3 separate regions of the Rattus norvegicus genome follow, and regions 1 and 2 are each linked to region 3. The links are chromatin contacts, called in public Hi-C maps. All regions are on one chromosome and are shown on one strand. Each heading gives the region's core, a stretch centred on a gene start, on an enhancer-like site or on the middle of the called end of the contact. The rest is flanking DNA. Distances are from core to core; before and after follow the strand shown.

The links. A called contact is a pair of places that touch in the nucleus more often than the background predicts.
Region 1: a Hi-C map of liver shows a contact between it and region 3, with 4 times the contacts expected there. The contact joins the promoter of Rnf152 here to the enhancer-like site in region 3. A contact is called at or near these places in 4 of 12 Hi-C or Micro-C datasets (kidney and liver).
Region 2: a contact with region 3 is called in a Hi-C map of liver, with 3 times the contacts expected there. The contact joins two enhancer-like sites. A contact is called at or near these places in 2 of 12 Hi-C or Micro-C datasets (kidney and liver).

Annotation. Positions count from the first base shown.
Region 1 is chr13:21,916,377-21,919,076 of GRCr8, reverse strand. Rnf152 (ring finger protein 152) reads left to right here and starts at 1,385. Exons shown (of 3, transcript NM_001106305.2): 1 at 1,385-1,713.
Region 2 is chr13:21,882,913-21,885,612 of GRCr8, reverse strand. All of the region lies in intron 2 of Rnf152 (ring finger protein 152), which reads left to right. Among named protein-coding and RNA genes, the nearest start is that of Rnf152, 33 kb to the left of the region's middle. Within about 2 kb of position 1,337, at least 2 of the 93 cell types and tissues checked have an H3K27ac peak or open chromatin away from gene starts, as enhancers often do. A contact at or near this core is called in liver, where this site is marked.
Region 3 is chr13:21,751,360-21,754,059 of GRCr8, reverse strand. No RefSeq gene overlaps it. Among named protein-coding and RNA genes, the nearest start is that of Rnf152, 160 kb to the left of the region's middle. Within about 2 kb of position 1,314, at least 15 of the 93 cell types and tissues checked have an H3K27ac peak or open chromatin away from gene starts, as enhancers often do. A contact at or near this core is called in kidney and liver, where this site is marked.

The DNA.
Region 1 (2,700 bases), core at 136-2,635, 160 kb before region 3:
CAAGAGTCTGCCTGGTGACTAGAGAAAGCAGGGATCCTACTGGGATCCCAGAGACCACAGGTGCTCTTCCAGCTTTGTGAGTCTCCTGGATGACAGTTTTCCCCAGTGTGTTAATAGCCTGCTTGGAACACCATTCACAAGTTGTACATGTGAGACAAAGCAAGTAGGACCAGCTGCCAACATGGCTTCATTAGGTCATACGGAGCCAACATGGCTCTCAGGACTTCTTGATCAGAAGTTCTCAACTTGTGGCTCGAGACCCTTTCATGGTTCACAAAAGACAATGGGAAAACACAGATGTTTGCATTCTGGTTTGTAACAGTAGCAATATGTCAGTTAGGAAGTAGCAACAAAAATAATTTTACGATTGGGGGTCAGCACAATGTGAGAAACTGTGTTAAAGGGCCACAACATTAGGAAGGTAGAGAAGCACTACTGTAATAGGAAGGAGCACGGGACCCATGAAGACAGCTCAGCACCTAGGTGTAGGTGCACGGACAGAGGGATCCTTTGGCTGAACCGTGGAGATGAGAAGACACATAACTCTAGTGAGTTTTCCGTTTCTCAGTGGAATAGATCCCCAAAGGTCCCAGAACTCAGACATGGAGCCCGAGACCAGCAGGGGACACATTTCTCCCCATTTCCCCACTAATTGTTAAGCAAAGAAATAGGAGACCCTATCTTTAGATTTTCCTGGGGTTACAGGGCATTAAAAGCTTATCCTACTAAGGGGAGAGGCTTTGGTTTTGTTTAGGAGTACTGGGGGTAAGTCCAGACTCACGCATCTAGGCAAGCAAGCACTTTACCACTGAGCCTGAAGTTGGGTTTTAAGTTGGGCGATAGGGTAGTAGACCGTCTAGGCTTCTTTATAGACCCAGCACCTGCTCCTTCCTGTTGACCTTTTTTGTGAGCTTCGTTTACACTTGAGGTCGAGTCGCGAGGTGTCCCCGTGGACCTTTTTGGGAGCATATCCCATTCCATGCTGACAGATTCCTGCCCTGGTTGGGTTAGTGAACTTTCAGGGGCAGCCAAAAGGAACCCGCGGGAAAGGCAACAGTCTAGACTCCTCCCTCCTCCCCATAGCCTTGAGTCCGGAGCCGCAGCTGGGTCGCCACCGCGGCCAGCCGATCTAGCCTGCAGTGCTCGGGCCTCTAGGTCACACCTGACCCCGTTCAGGTCCTGCTTCCGCGCTCGGTCAAGGTGCTCGCCGGTATACGGTAGGTGGAGGGTGCGTCCCTGCTTCCCCACCCACACCAAGACTGGGCCACTGGGGACCGACAGACAGACAGGACGTGCCGGCCAAGCAGCCGGGTGGAGTGCGGGAGGAGGTGGAGCCGCCGGGGAGGGGCGGTCCGCGGAGCGGAGCTCAGCCTCCCGCTCCCTTCAGTGCTTGGGTCTCTGGGGGTGGCACCAAAAGCTCCCGCTCAGTGTCCGGCGCCTGGCGGCGGGTGTCCGAGCGTGGACTCGGAGGGCAGCCAGGCAGGTGGAGGGCGCCGCCTGAAGCAGAAGGAGGGACGAGCTGGGAGCTGGGCTGCGGGAGGCGCTGCCGCCACTCTGCCCGCGCTGCCCCGCAACCCGCGGCGGGAGGAGCAGGCAGCAGCCGGCCCTGGGCGCTCGTCTAGCAGAGCGCGGTGGGCAGCGTGGACCCTCGGGATGCTGCCCACGTTCCTGCAGCCGCCCGCGGCGTAGCAGAGCCGGGGCCACTGCTGAGAGGTCAGTGAGTTTCGGTTTGTTTTTCCGTTCTGTATGCTCCCAGGTCCCGGGTGCACAGGGGACTCGCGGGGAAGCCTGTGCCTAGGGAAAAGCGGGAAAGGGCAACGGTAGTCTGGGATAGATATATCTGGGAGTGCCTCTTGGGCTATGGTTGGGGTGGTCTGTTTGGTTAAAGGAGTGCAGAGCTGGAGTGGCGTCCCCGGAGGAGGTGGTCCGGGGAGTTGGGTTTTTTTTTCTCCGGCATTGCTTTGAGTTGGGAGCGCGATGGGGTCAAGGCAGTTGCCTCTGGTGAGTCCTGGGATGCCCCCTGGAGCTCTGGTCCCGGGAGCTCGCCTCCTGCACGCGCTGCACGCGCCCTTGAGGTGCGCGCATATCCCCGCTGTGCACCCCCCACCAAGCATTTTCAAGCCCTGAGTGGTCCCCCTCCAGTACTGTCCTGCCTTCCTACTCCCGGATTCCCTGTTAGAAGTTGCCTTCAAGCCATTATTAGAAAAAGGGGGCCGAGTGGAGGGCCAGATTCTGGGGGTCTTTTGTGCGGACCTGGGGCCTGGGGCGCTTGTTCCTGGAAGAACAGCAGCAGGACAAAGACGGCTAGACTTGTGGGGAGCTTCTCCGATAGTGTTGGTTCGGGATCCCGCCTACCGTGGGGGTGTGGTGGTGGGGGGAGCGCTGCACAGATTTGGAAACAGTAGGGTAATTGACAAAACAGTGACAGTGACTTGATGAGGTGGTGGCCGGGGCAACGAAAAGATGCTCTCAGATGCATCCCTGTTGTGTGTCTGGGCGGGTGACTACACGCCCCGCATTGGCGGCTGTGTGGGTTTAAGATGTTGCGAGCACATCTTTGCCCTAAAATGAGGGTATTCTCCATCCTGACTCCTATCTCTCTGAGGCATTACTGTTGATGGTAGCCGCTTTACCGCGGGAGAACTTGGGGGCGCGGCAGGGGGTGGGGTGTAGACTGCAGAGGAGCCTGGAGGTGGTTAT
Region 2 (2,700 bases), core at 88-2,587, 130 kb before region 3:
GAAGCATCCGTGCATGGTATCTACAGCAAGGGACCCAGACAATTGAAAAAGCCAACTAACTCATGGTTTGATCTCAAGAGAGCACGTGGCACCTGGGATGGCATACACACCCAACTCTTCCCAAAACTTTGAGCTGAGCAGGTAGTTGTTTTAATAACTATGTCATGGCACCCCTGGAATGTGGTATATGAAAATCCTGAAGCATTTTGAGGCAACTTGGAGTTTGCATTTGTTCAACACTCCCCTTGTACTCCATTGCTGATTTCACAGAAACCAGCTAAGCTTGCAACCAAGAAGCTCAGATGGGACCAGTGGGGAGTACTGAAGCCCTTTCTGTTTTGTTGGAAGCAATTGGTTTTATCAAAAGCACTGAGGTGGGAATTTGAACAGATCCCTTCTCTGTCCCATTCTGTGAGGTAGAGCGAGCACATGTCTGCTACTGAACGGTAACCGTGACTGGTAGGTACCTGAGGGAGCTGCCCACACTTGTCTGTAATATGGGATTGTGCTCTGAGACTCTCCAGGGGGTCCCCTGTGTGTTAGAAAATGCCTCTTCTGCTCTCTTCTAGTCAGCAGTTGACTTCACTCAGTGCACAAGAAAGTGGAGTTTCTCCAGGTGTGATTCTCACAGCAGAGACAACGCAGGAGACCCCCAGCTTCATCCTGGCTTTGTTCTCATCTTGCCAAATAAACTTAACATATATTTCTTATTAAAATGGGTCCCAGTTCTGTCATCTCTGTGGAAAAAAAAATTGAGGAATTTTGCTGAGTCATGAGGTCTGTGAGGCAATATGTGCCTATGCAAGCCTCTGGCAGGTCTCATGGAAACAGCCGAGGTGATCATGAGGGCAGCCACTCTAACTTCATCTAGGCTGGCACTGAGGGACTAATTAAGAACAAGTCTCCAGTGTAGAGGTCCCATTGCTGTCTTGACTCAGGGAGCATCCAGACCTTGGAAGTCCTGAAGGCTTGCCCAACACAAGCTTCATAGAAGAACATTTCCTAAGGAAGCTAGATCTCAGGACAGAGTCCACATCTTAGAGTTCATGGATGCAAAGGAGACAGGTCTGGGTGGCTTGGGGCTGAGGGGCTGACACAGACCCCACATCAACGTGAACTTGACCCACTCCTCCAACATGGGGCTTTCTGCCACTCTTGCCTTAATGTCTGCTGATTCACCAACACAGCATAAATGTGTGTCTTGGGAAACACTTTTTAGGTCAATATTTAGACGTTTCCATGACAACCACTTTAAATGACTATTGATCAGGAAGGTCCTTCATCAGGCTGTCACCTGAAAACAGAGTGAACAGGGCAACAGCCATGCTTAGAATGACTGGCCAAACCATGGAGGACATGGAGTTGCAGTACGAGATTCTTTGCTATTTCTATGCCTCTAATGATCCCAAGAGGGCCATGAAGTCGAAGGGTTGGCCATTTCAAAGTTCTTTCAGAGGAAGCATTGCAGCAACACTGGGCTGTGGTGAGTGTTTTCTATCCTGCTACCATTACTGCTGATAGCTTATAGCTAAAATGCCTGTGTGTGTGTGTGTGTGTGTGGGGGGGTGTCTATTGGAAATTTGCTTTGTTTTCCAGGATTCAAGCCAGGGTTTTCAGAGGCCCTAAGGGCTCAGAGAAAATTGACAGCTTTTAATATAAAAGTTGTTTTAGTATCACCATGAAAATAAAGTCATGTGGCTCCAGGGAGTCAAACTTTTGAGCACAGAGAAATATAATGCTCACTTACTTGCTTGTGCTCAGCTTGAGCACGTCACTTTTATACAGTTCAGGGATTCCCCCAACCCTGTTCCTAAGCCTTTGCAATAATCACCACAGTTGGCTGGGCTTCCCCACAAGAGTTAACCTTGGGCATTTCCTCACAGTAAGGTCTGCAGCCGATCTGAAATAGACAATACCTCACTAATGGAAGAATCTTCCCAAGATTCTAGTTTGTGTCAAGTCAACAATGAAAGCTTATAAATCCATTATAAGCTTAGTTTTAGTTTGTTGTTTGTTTGTTTACTTTTAGACTCCAGATTTTATTCCCCTCTCAGACCACTCTCCAACTGTTCCACATTCCATACCTCCTCCACCCCTCACCCTTCCCCCGTCCCTACCCCACTCACCCCACCAGGCCTCTAAACTTCTTGGGGCCTCCAGTCTTTTGGGGGTTAGGTGCATCTTCTTTGACTGAACCCAGACCGGGGAGTCCTCTGCTGTATATGTGTTGGAGGCCTCATCTCAGCTAGTGGATGCTGCCTGGTTGGTGATCCAGTGTCTGAGAGATCTTGGGGGTCCAGGTTAATTGAGACTGCTGGTCCTCCTACAGGGTTGCCCTCCTCCTCAGCTTCCTCCAGCTTTTCCCTAATTCAACCAGAGGGTTCTGTTCATTGGTAGTTTATTTTCTGAAACAAAGTCTCCCGTGCCCCAGACTGCCCTTGAATTTGCTCTGTAGCCAAGGCTGACCACCAGTGGTGATATTAAAGGTGAATGCCACGACACCTGACTTGAGGTGAAAAATCAAACAGTCTCTATGCATTCTTCCTCTTTGAGTGTTGGGAGTAATCATGGCTGGGTATGAAAGCTGGGGCATGATAGTTATGCACACATGTGGATAGCGGGGAAGGTATTCTCTCTTTCTTGCCTGTATCTGTTTCAACCCAGGGCTCTGAAAAATGTCCATTTCCCCTTGTTTTACTA
Region 3 (2,700 bases), core at 65-2,564:
AATTCAATTCCAAAATCCACAGGGAAAGAAAAAAAAAATATCAGCTTCCAAAAACAGTCCTCTGAATTCCTCTGCACTCTGTGAAAATGCAACATCTAGTATATATTATACCACACACACACATCACCACCATGGCCATCATCATCATCATCCAACACCTCTTAGATCAGAGTGACAGTGCTGAGACTGGCCTCTGTAGAAGCAGATTGTCTTTATTAGAATAATGAAGCAGGGAGTCCCTTTGAGGGGAAAGCACAGTGGGCTTGAGGGTTTTATAGGGAAGAAAAGGGCACTTTTAAGATGCAAAAAATTCATCTGCAGATCTGCTTTTTGAAGTATCAGGATTGTAAAATGCCACTCGGATGTTCTTATCAATATCTTGACCTTCTTGTCAGCGGCTTCCCAGCTCCTATCTGCCAGAAGATGTTATCAGTGTATTAACTTATCTGTCTGGAGCTCCCCAGCTCACCTGAGGCTTTTCGTCATTAAACAATAACAATAAAAATAATTATTATTATCGTAAAAATAATAAGATACAAGATAAGTATTATTGTTTTCTCAGTCTGTGGAATGCAGTCTGTTCTATGAACAACTCCAGAATTTTGTAGTATAAATCTTTGAGGTGCAAATCACTGGTCCATACTGAGAACACCTCTTTCCTTAATAACCACCGATTGTTTCTTTTGCTGCGTTTCAGCTAGTTGTGCTTCCAAGATCCCTCACTATAGAGCAACTTGTAGAACAATTACATCGCCTTTGTGATTGTTTTCAACCTTTAAGCATATACCTCATGGATAAGCAAGGAGTGGAAGAAGCTGGTTTCCTCTGTAAAAGTTCAGGAATACAGGAAATTCCAGGCAAGTCTGTGGAGGGGGCAGGGTGCAGGGTGCAAGGTGAGTTAATGGCCCCAAGTCTTCCTTCCATTCTACTTCCACCAATACCAAGAAGAAGAAGCAGCACAGAGACAGCACTGGCCATTTCCATGCATCTGAGATCTGAAGCCACGCCCTTTCTCTTTCTGACTTTTCCCTGGCCCAGTCATCACCCAGCTTCCTCTGCTGAAGACAAGAACCCATGACCCAGCTTCTGGAGGAGAGTTAGGTTAGCCTTCTCCCATTGGTGGCAATGAATGTCTTGGCAGGTGGCCAGTGTGGCCTGCGCCTGGGCAGCTGCAGGTGTTTTGCCACACACACAGCATGCTCAGGATCCGGTGGGTTCTATGACCACAACAAACACAAGAGCGGATCGCTCCAGCTTTCCTGGAACTGATCCTTGGCCAGCGCTCTAATTCTCAGGGAGACAGGGTCAAGGTAGCTAATGAGTAACTTGACCACTTTTTTTTTTTTTAAGCAACATGAACCCAACAGGCAGCTTCATTGCACTGTATAAGTGAACCATGTAATCACAAATTGGACTCTTTACAACTGAACCTGTCACCCAGAGAAAAATGCTTGGAGTGGAGACCCTTCCTTTTGTCTGGGTTAATGCTGAATCAAAGAGGTTTTTAAAGCAAGTAAGGTGAGGAGACTGTGTGTTTATCTTTTAATGCAGAAGCCTCAAAGCCTTGCCTGAAGCGACCAGCAGTTCCCCACTCTCCCTTCTGTGTCCCGGTGCTAGCTTGTCAGTGAGCTTCCAAATCCCAGGTACTGACTATTGATCGGTATACTTGTTTAATTACCCAGCAGGCTGGGTTATCCAGCAAACAATTTCTCTTCTCAAATGCCAATCCTGCTCCAGAAGGAGGAGGGGCTCAACTGATCTTTGATTTGAATTCCTGCTCTGAGCAGCGTGGGTTCACATGCGGGTTAATTTTTAAATCGCTCTTTTCTTACTTCGTTGCCTTCTTACTTCACCCTGGATACCCGAGTGGCTCTAGAAACCCCTTTGCCTCTTCTTATTGCTAATTTAGCTTCTTAAAATTGATTCCCAATTACCTGGCCTGCTCATTCCCCAGGTTTCTTCTAGTCAACAGAGTTCTTTCCAGTTTGCACCACAGACTGAAGAGGGTCGAGAGGAGACAGACTGCTGATACGGCTCCTTGCTCATCTCAGGAGAGAAGGAAGACACAGTTCTGTGTGGGGCCATCTCCTGGCCTGCCCCAGAGCCTTCTTACAGGATCTAGGAAATGTGTTGAGTTCATGCTTGTGCGTTTTAAGGGTTTTGTGATGCAGGAGTGTGTGCTGCACGTCAGAGCCCTGTAGCACAGAGGGGCTGCCAGATCAGAGCACTGCATTTCTCCACAGTGAGCTGAATGTTGACAATGACATTTCTAGGTCTTTAAAGGAAATCTCACTTTTTGTGTCTAAATGCTAACTTTGACCTAATCTAGGCTTAAAGTGCTGGAGTCACATCAGAGCTGGCAATATGGCGGTCAGCAGAAACAGCTTCTGCTCTGAGAGTCATTCCTGTTCCTAACACTGACCTGCCAGTTGGTTCATAAACCAGTGAGTTTTACACACACACACACACACACACACACACACACACACACACACACACACCTGTAAGCCTGCCCAAGGCTTAGACTGACTTAATGCTAGCGAGTTCTTAGCTGCATCCAAATGCACCAGCTTCCATTGTGCCTTGGTTGTGTCTGGGCTGCAGTTTAAGATTAGCCAGAAGAACATTAATGGATCCTGTTGATTCATTCCTGCACCTAACGAGCCTGCCTGTATTTGGCTATTATGTGTTTTCTTTTTG